2 separate regions of the Rattus norvegicus genome follow, and region 2 is linked to region 1. A link is a contact called in public Hi-C data. All regions are on one chromosome and are shown on one strand. Each heading gives the region's core, a stretch centred on a gene start, on an enhancer-like site or on the middle of the called end of the contact. The rest is flanking DNA. Distances are from core to core; before and after follow the strand shown.

Region 1 (4,294 bases), core at 405-2,904:
GCCAGCTGATAGCTGGAGTAGATCGTTCGCGGCTTTCGGACCTTCTTGGGCTTGCCGTTCACCATGCGTACCTCGGCTTCCGGCTCCTCTTTCACCGACACTGTAAGGGGAAAACACCAGTTTAGTCTCAGCCTGCGACCCCCGTGTTTTCCATGAGTTCCCACCGAGGCCGCACCCTCCGGCCCACTGATCTCCCCGAGACTTCTTGGAGGAGCGTTGTGCCGCCCGCGCCCAGGGAGGGAACCGCAGCGACCCAGCCGGACCGGCGGCCGCCCACGACGCGGCGCTCCCAGCTCGGCACCCGGGGCCCCCGAAGCGCCGGCCCCGGCGCCAGCAACCGACTGGGCGAGGACCGCGCAGCTCGCTCCAGACGCCTTCCCGGCTCAGCCACTCTTCTTTAGTGACCCACCTAACCGCGGTGGCGTCTCCCACTCCTGGTCCCCACTCCCCATCCCCTTTTAATAAACTTCCTAGTTCAGGTTAATTTGTTTCAAGGGCAGTACCATTGTTTTCTCAGTCTCTTTCCTTTCTCTCTGTTTTCTTTTCCTTCCCTCTCCTTCCTTTCCTCCGTTCTCTTCTTTTTCTTACTTCCCTCTCTCCCTTTTCCTTTCCTCTGTTGCTTTCTGCTGTGCTTTTTCTCATCCCACCCCATTTCTTTCTCACTGTCCCCACTTCTCTCTCCACATCTCTACTTCTCAGTCTTTCCTTCCTCCACTTCTGGGACTTCTTTGGGTCTTTCTCCACGTGCCTTTCACTACTACGGGTTTCCCGGGACGGGCGTCCAGAAGAAGGGCCCTGGAACCTCCAGCCCTCGCTGCCCCCGCTCAAGCCCTTGGCGACCCTCTTGGGTTACCGGCTCTAATGCCAGAGGGATCGCGACACTGAAGGTTCCCTTGATCAACCAGAGAGCACTCCCGATGGCCCCGGCTGCCCCGGAATCTCCAGGAGACCGCAGCGCACAGTTCGAGTCTCTTCCGAGTGTGGTTCGCCCCTCTGGAAGTCATCTAACCGGGTCTCCTCTAATCTTCAACTCTTCCATTTCTTAACCTTGAGGTGCCCTAGGTTTCAGCATCCATTGCCAGACATCCTCTCGCTTGGGAACCTTATAATCCCTCGCACCCTCTCCACAACCCGGTTTCCTCACCTGGGTCCTGGGCAGGCAAAGGCTGCTCCCGGTACGCTCCATACTGTCGGTAGGATCCCCCGTAGGTATATTCCGACTTGGGCGAGTAAGCGCCGGTGCCTGCGAGCCCATTGAGATTGAACTGGTGGTGGTAGGTATAGGGGTTCACCGTCTGGCCGTAGGGCTGGCCCGAGTAGTAGTCATGTTGGGGAGCGCTGTAATAGCCCAGGTCAGTGACCGAAGACTCGGGCAGGGTGGGCGAGTCCTTGGAGCCCGCATGGCAGCTAAGCGAGCTGGAGATGTCGGTGAGGATGCTGCTGAGCTTGCGATCGAAGGAGCCGCTCATGCTGGCGAGCGCCGCAACACCCCCGGGCTTCCTCCGAGGAGCGCCGAACGGACGGAGGAGCCCAGGTGGGGTGTGTGTCCAGAGGGCGAGGGCAGGACGCGGTCGCGTCGGGGGTGGGGGTGGCCAAGGGGCGCCTAGACCATCGCCGGTCGTCGGTCAGTAGCTGCGTGCCTCTCTCAGCGTCCCAAGCCACAGTCAAATGCTGCCAGCTCCGCCCGGCCAGCCGGTTATAGACTCAATGTTGGAGTCTCCGAGGGAGGCTCCTGAGCGCTGATTGGCTGTAAGTCTTGCCTTCGAGGCAAAACATGCTCGCGCTTTCTCACTGGCTCCCCCAACCCTCTCAACCCTCTTTGTTGTTACCCCTAATGCACACACACACACACACACACACACACACACACACACACACACACACACACACACACACCACCGCCAGCACCACTATGTTCCTCCTATGCTCCACCTCAGATAAATTTTCCGAGTGTGTGGAGTGGCTGGCTGTGCAGAGCCCCCAGGATCTACTAGTCTGTCTGTTTTAGTGGCCAGGGGTGGGCTTAGGTGAGATGAGGAAGGAGGGGAATTTATCCATTGGGTGTTTATGGAAGGAGGTGGTCCTTGGTGATGTCTGTGTGTTGTATGCAAATGACAAAGTGGCAAGGACCCAGGGTCCAGGAAAATAATTTCGATCGCCCTTAAAGTTCGAAGGGGGAAAAAAGAAAAAAAAAAAAAAAAAAAGAAGACGAAAAAAAGGAATGTCCATGTTTTAAAAATGTTGGACTATATTAATATATTATCTTCATGACACTGCAGGTATGAAATGTAAGTTTAAAAATTATGAAGGAGGTTGGGGATTTAGCTCAGTGGTAGAGCGCTTGCCTAGCAAGCACAAGGCCCTGGGTTCAGTCCCCAGCTCCGAAAAAAAGAAAAAAAAATTATGAAGGAAGAATCTGACCAAGCAGAAGCACCTTGGGCCTGCAAGTCATTCGTCGGGCGTGGGAGCATCCTACCGGAGTAAAGCTGTATGGATTTAGGGGCTGCTTTAGAAGACGGAGATACCCCCAATTGTATGTGTTCCCCAACTGTATGTGTGCCATTTCAGAGGGACCAGGTTAAATGGCAAGAGCCATGAGTTGTCCCCTATGAGGCTGGCTTTTTGAGGCAGGCTCCCCTCAGTATGGGACAGCACTTGAGAGCACAGACGTTGTTAGGGGTTAAAGATGTATGTTACATCTTCCACAAAATGCAGACGGTCCACAGTGTGCCCACAAGTGAGGTCCACAAGAGTGCCCGTGAGAAAGTGTGCAAGTGTGTGTGTGTGTGGGGGGGTGAGGCAGTGGAAGTGTAGGGTTGTGAACGACTGACCAGACAGCTATGTGTACCCAAATGTGCACAGATGGATGCTCAGACCCGTCTGTCTCCAACAGATAGGAGCCAGGTACTTCATTCAATGTCTTCTGTCCATGAACGCCCTGATGAAGAGGCTTCTCATCCTGGAGCGATCTTCAACCCTCCTGTCTGTCTGGCTCTCTAAGTCCAGTTCCCAGGTAATTATATTTGCTGTTCCGGATGCCAATCATATTTCTCTATAGCACCCCCGTTTCTACTCCCAAATCTATCCGTGGAGGAAGGAGCCTTCTCCCAATTTCAGTTCCTATTACCCCCTCCATCCTCAGGCCTTCCTTACACATCTCGAACTTTGTATCTCCTTGCTTTGCCTAGCCAGGACACACAGTGCCAGCGCGCCACCTCGTGGTTGTTCCAAGGTTCTGCAATCTGCCTTAAGGCTGTCTTAAGGAGCTAGCAGGCAGAGAGGAAAGGGGTCTCATTCGGCTTAGAGTGTTGAGGGGGCGCGGTGAGATGTTTCAACGTTAGATCCAGCCACAGGATGCTAAGCCCGAAAAAACTTGGGCTTGGCGAGCTAGCAGGACCTGGTCCGGGAGCAGGGACAGGAATAGGTGACCGCCTGGCCTGGGCCGCCCCGGGAGGCCGCCGCGTGGGAAAGGTGGGGGCGGGGGCGGGAGAGGGGAGCGCTATCTGTCTGTCTATCTGAGCGTCCCCCCAGCTCCTATCGCCCGCCGCTGCGAGCTCGTGGCGGGACGAGTTGCCACCCGCTCTGGATGCCCTCTGTTCTTTTGCCAAGAGGGCGCCCAAGGAGCCCGGGGCGTTGGGGGCAGGAAGGGCACTGGGCTGCCGGTTCCCCTCCCAGGATGCAAGCGGGGGCGGCGGGGAGGGCCTGTTTTGGAGCCCCCAGCTGCCCACAGGGAAGGGACAGCGTCGGGCAAACTGTCTCGAGAGTTCGTTCATTCATTCATCTGGAGTGACAGGTGATTCGGAGATGCCCCAGTCTCCCCTCACCCCATCTGGGCCTGGCCGAGAGTGCGCACAGGAGCCTTGGGGTGGTAGTGAGTTATTTTAGGGTAATTTCCAAGGTCTGTTGTGCTCTAGAAACAGACTGAAATCACAACGGTAGCGTCAAGAAGCATTTAAGGCTGGGCGTGGCAGCGTATGCCTTTAACCCCAGCACTAGGGAGGCAGAGGCAAATGGATCTCTGTGTGTTCAAGGCCAGCCTGGTCTACAGAGCTAGTTCTAGGATAGCCAGGGCTACACAGAGAAACCCTGTTGAGGGGGGGAGAAGGAAGGAGGAGGAGGAGGAGGAGGAGGAGGAGGAGGAGGAGGAGGAGGAGGAGGAGGAGGAGAATTACTTAAAAACGGTTTGTGTGGTTAACACCTTGTCCCTGTTGCAGTGTGCTGGGGAATGCCTACCTCATTCACCATAATCCTTCAGATACATAAGATAGTCTTTGGGAAATGTTTGTTGAGTGAC
Region 2 (3,921 bases), core at 840-3,339, 140 kb before region 1:
AACTGGGAGCCATCAGAATGTCCCATTTGTAGCGACAGTTAGCAACCTGCAGAGTCTGTCTGTATTTCTAGTTTTCTAGCCTAGCCTCTCCTCTCCTAGTACAGGCCTCATGTCTTAGGAGACAGAGGGACACTAAAGGAGAGAGGAAGAGACAAGGTGAAGATTCACTCCTGCAGGGTGAGCTAATTGACTGACTACAGGGGAAACGGGAGCTGCCAAGGCCAGTGCATGTGAAGTTGATGACACTTCCGTGTGGCTACTCCCTGTGCTATCATCCAATGGGACTTTTCATACATTGCATGTCTGTTACTGACTCCAAGGCCAGAATGAACTAGACTCACTTACTCCCTCCCTCTATGCTGCAGGCAAGAAAACTGAGGTCAAGATAGCAGGGGTCAGTGGATAAGCTGAGACTTAAACCCAGGTCTCCCAGGCCTGCCATCTTCTCCCTGTGCCCATATTTCCCCAGTCAAACTCTAGAGGGCCTTCCCCATCCTCAGGACTGTCTGTGAGTGGTTCTTCCTAGGGTTCTATTTATACTGCTCCTCCCCTCCCTAGGCTGGCTTTGAACTCCCTATGCAGCTAACAATGACCCTGAACTTCTGATATTCCTGCTTCTACCTCCCGAGCGCTGGGACTACAGGCATGCACCATCATGCAGTTTTATGTGGTGTGGAGGATTGGACCCAGGGTTTCATATATGCTACACAAGCCCTTTACCAACTGAGCTGCATCCCTAACCTCCCAATGCCAGGGACTCCCAACTTCCAGGGACCTCACATGACCAAGCACCATACGCCAAAATCAGTTGAGCGTCCTCTCTGTCGTCCTGGGACTGTGGGGAAACAGGCTCCAGTTATCCTCCTGTCAAGCCTTCCTGACTGCCAGACTTTTGTTGTGGTTCCCTGGGAAGGGACTGGGAGCTCCAAGGTCAGGGTCTTCACCAAGGTAAGGGATATTGGATCTTAGAGTAGGGTCAGAGTTTCAACTTTAAGATTTCTTCTCAGCCTGGAGAGATGACTCTCAGCTGTTAAAAGCACTGATTGCTCTTCCACAGGTCCCGAGTTCAATTCCCAGTAACCACGTGGTGGCTCAGAACCATCTATAATGGGATCTGATGCCCTCTTCTGGTGTGTCTGAAGACAGCGACAGCGTACCCATAAAATGAATAAATAATTAAAAATAGTTCTTCCAAGTGACAGTATGCAGGAGGGTGGTAGATGGACGCCACCATTGTCAAATACCAGTGTTTTTCAGGAGGCAAAAGCAATTCCTCGTGTGTGACAAAATAGCAATCCTACTCCAGTTGGTCACTTGAACCCAGAATCTGGGGGCAGGGGAGATGGCTCAGTGGTTAAGAGCACTGACTGCTCTTCCAGAGGTCCTGAGTTCAATTCCCAGCAACCACATGGTGGCTCACAATCATCTATAATGGGATCCATGCCCTCTTTTAGTGTGTCTGAAGAGACTGACAGTGCACTCACATAAAATGAATAAATAAATCTTAAAAAAAGAAAAGAAATTCTGGAAACTCTCCCATTCAAAGATACATAGAATCAGAACCTAACTAACCTAACTAAGGTGGAAGTTGTGCTTTTGAAGCAGCACACCTTAGACAAGCTCTGTGACCTCTCTATACCTCAGTTTTCTTATCTGTGAAATGGGATAGCAATGAAAATTTCCCCATGAAGTTGAAAGGGGTTACTTTTAACAAGGCTGTCAGGACAGTGCTAGGAACACAGTAGGTGTTAACTGTTTCCATACACACAGCACACATCGATGCCTTCACGAGTACACGCCAAATGCTCCTCTGGTGGTTGGTTAGATCAAGGCTTGACCCTCTCCATCCTGGGGAGTTGACCAGTCAGTCTTGCCATGAAAGTACTTAAGATAGTGCCCTCTGCTCTCCTGGCAGCCTCAGAAGGAACCTCCCAGTCCTCCACCATGGGTCCTCATCTCAGAAAGGTACCTTCAGGTTCACGGTCACCCAAGACTCTGCTTCTGCACCGAAAGTCAGGTCCTCTCTGTCTCGTGTTGTAGTGGACACTGCCGGCCCGATCAGGAGAAACAGGGCAAGGAGAGGCAGCATAGTGAGCAAGTGCTGCTTTGTTCAGGAAATCCACTCAACCTGATGCCACCTCTTCCAGTGGGCTCAGATCCCCACTGGGCCACTCGAATGTCCTTGCTCTCCAGGCCTTCCAGCTTCTCTGCCTCCTTCCTGTGGCTTGCCCCACCTTTGCACTGCTTCATGTAACAGCCTCCTTGGCTGATTGAGCCAATGACATCAGGAGCCTAGACCTCTCCATAGCCACCCCAACATTTGATCCCAAGGCTTACTTACCACTGATGCAATGCCAGCCGTACCTTTGGCTGAGTTCCTTCCTGTGACAGGTGCACAATGGCACCGGATGTGGGACCTGGAGATTAGAGCTTGCCAGGGACAACCCCCAGGGGACTATCTTGCTGGAAATGGGAAGAGAGCTGTATGGTGCTTCCTTCCAGGGCTCTCGAGGTTGGCCAGTCTGTCACTGCTGATTGACCACTCCCAGCCCATCTCTACTGATCTGCAGTGATATTCCACTGTTTCCACAGCCTTCTAACACAGAACCACACTTGCCCCCTCTGCGTGCTTCCGTATTGCTCTCCTACAAACTCCAAGCTCATTCTCTGTCTGTTTAGCTCCTCCCTCTGCCTGGCCATCCATTCATCCTGTCACCTGTCAGTCTAGAACAAAGGCCCTGCTGTCAGAGATCAGGGATCCACTTGTAGCATCATCTGTAGCATCATCATTGAGGAGCTATGTGACCCTCTGGCTATTACCTAACCCTCTTAACCTTAGAACCCTCCTGGGTAACACAAGGCTGATAATGACATTCTGCAAAGGCCGAGAGTGAAATACGATGTACGGCATTCAGCACAGTGTAGAGTGTGGGATGGTATATATTTAACAGCCATTAACTAACTAAAAAAAGCTAACGTTAGCTTTTTTCTTGAGATAAGAGTTTCTCTGTGTAGCCATGGCTGTCGAGGAACTTGCTTTGTAGACCAGGCTAGCCTCGAACTCACAGAGATTTACCTGTCTCCTAAGTGCTAACATTAAAGGCTAGCGTCACCATGCCTGTCTGGCTAACTACTGTTATTATTACTATTATAGGGAATGAATGGGAAGACGAAGAAAACACTATGCCTGTCCTCAACACCAGAAATCTGTGGTGTGTCGCAATGAAAATTGTTTCAGAATACCAGTACGTACTAAAATGCAGTCCCTGGTTCTGGGCCACCACAGGCTGTCAGCCTGTCTTTTATTTAATTCTCTCATGGTCAAGACGCCAGTGTCTCCCTCCAACCTCTTGCTTTGGGCTTTCCATCGTCTTCCTTAACACATCCTTCCTCACAGGTATCTGCTTTTGCTCTCTTCATTTTACAGATGTGCAGACAGGTCAGGCTTGCTCTAAAGGATTATCCTAGACTCTAGTGCCATTAGGGCTCGCAGGCTGGCCTGACATGGGAGGTGGCCTTCCCACTGTAGGCACAGACAGACTGACTTTAGTCTGTGAGGAGTTTCTGAGCCTCAGTTTCTCTGTCTGCAAACCTCCTAGGGTTGTGGCAAGTAGTTCATGAATGACCTAGCTAAAGCGCTCACAGGCACAGAGGACGCCTGGGCCTCGGCATTGGTCTTAAGGTTCTCCACCTCGCCAGTGAAGGAACCACCGTACATGGGTGAATATGTGGTGGGCGCACTGTGAGGACACTGGGCAGATGAGAGGGTGTAGGGCTAGAAGAGAGAGAAAACCCCAAAGGTCCGGAAGGCTGAGAGGGAGGCAGGGCACCAGCAGCAAACCGCGGCTATTTGCAGCGTCGCCTTCGGTTTGCGGTCAGGCTGAAGCTGGAAGGCCCGGTGACCGGGGATCGCAGCCCCGC

What was found. Hi-C and Micro-C count contacts between places; a contact is called where the count stands out from the background.
Region 2: a contact with region 1 is called in a Hi-C map of kidney, with 5 times the contacts expected there. The contact joins the promoter of Tac4 here to the promoter of Dlx3 in region 1. A contact is called at or near these places in 11 of 12 Hi-C or Micro-C datasets (the Rat2 cell line, Schwann cells, frontal cortex and 6 more) and 1 of 1 datasets of contacts at active chromatin or transcription factors (oligodendrocytes).

What each region holds. Positions count from the first base shown.
Region 1 is chr10:80,558,695-80,562,988 of GRCr8, reverse strand. Dlx3 (distal-less homeobox 3) reads right to left here and starts at 1,654. Exons shown (of 3, transcript NM_001105832.1): 1 at 1,145-1,654; 2 at 1-100. The coding sequence starts at 1,469.
Region 2 is chr10:80,702,808-80,706,728 of GRCr8, reverse strand. It overlaps Tac4 (tachykinin precursor 4), which reads right to left and starts at 2,089. Exons shown (of 5, transcript NM_172328.2): 1 at 1,970-2,089. The coding sequence starts at 2,089.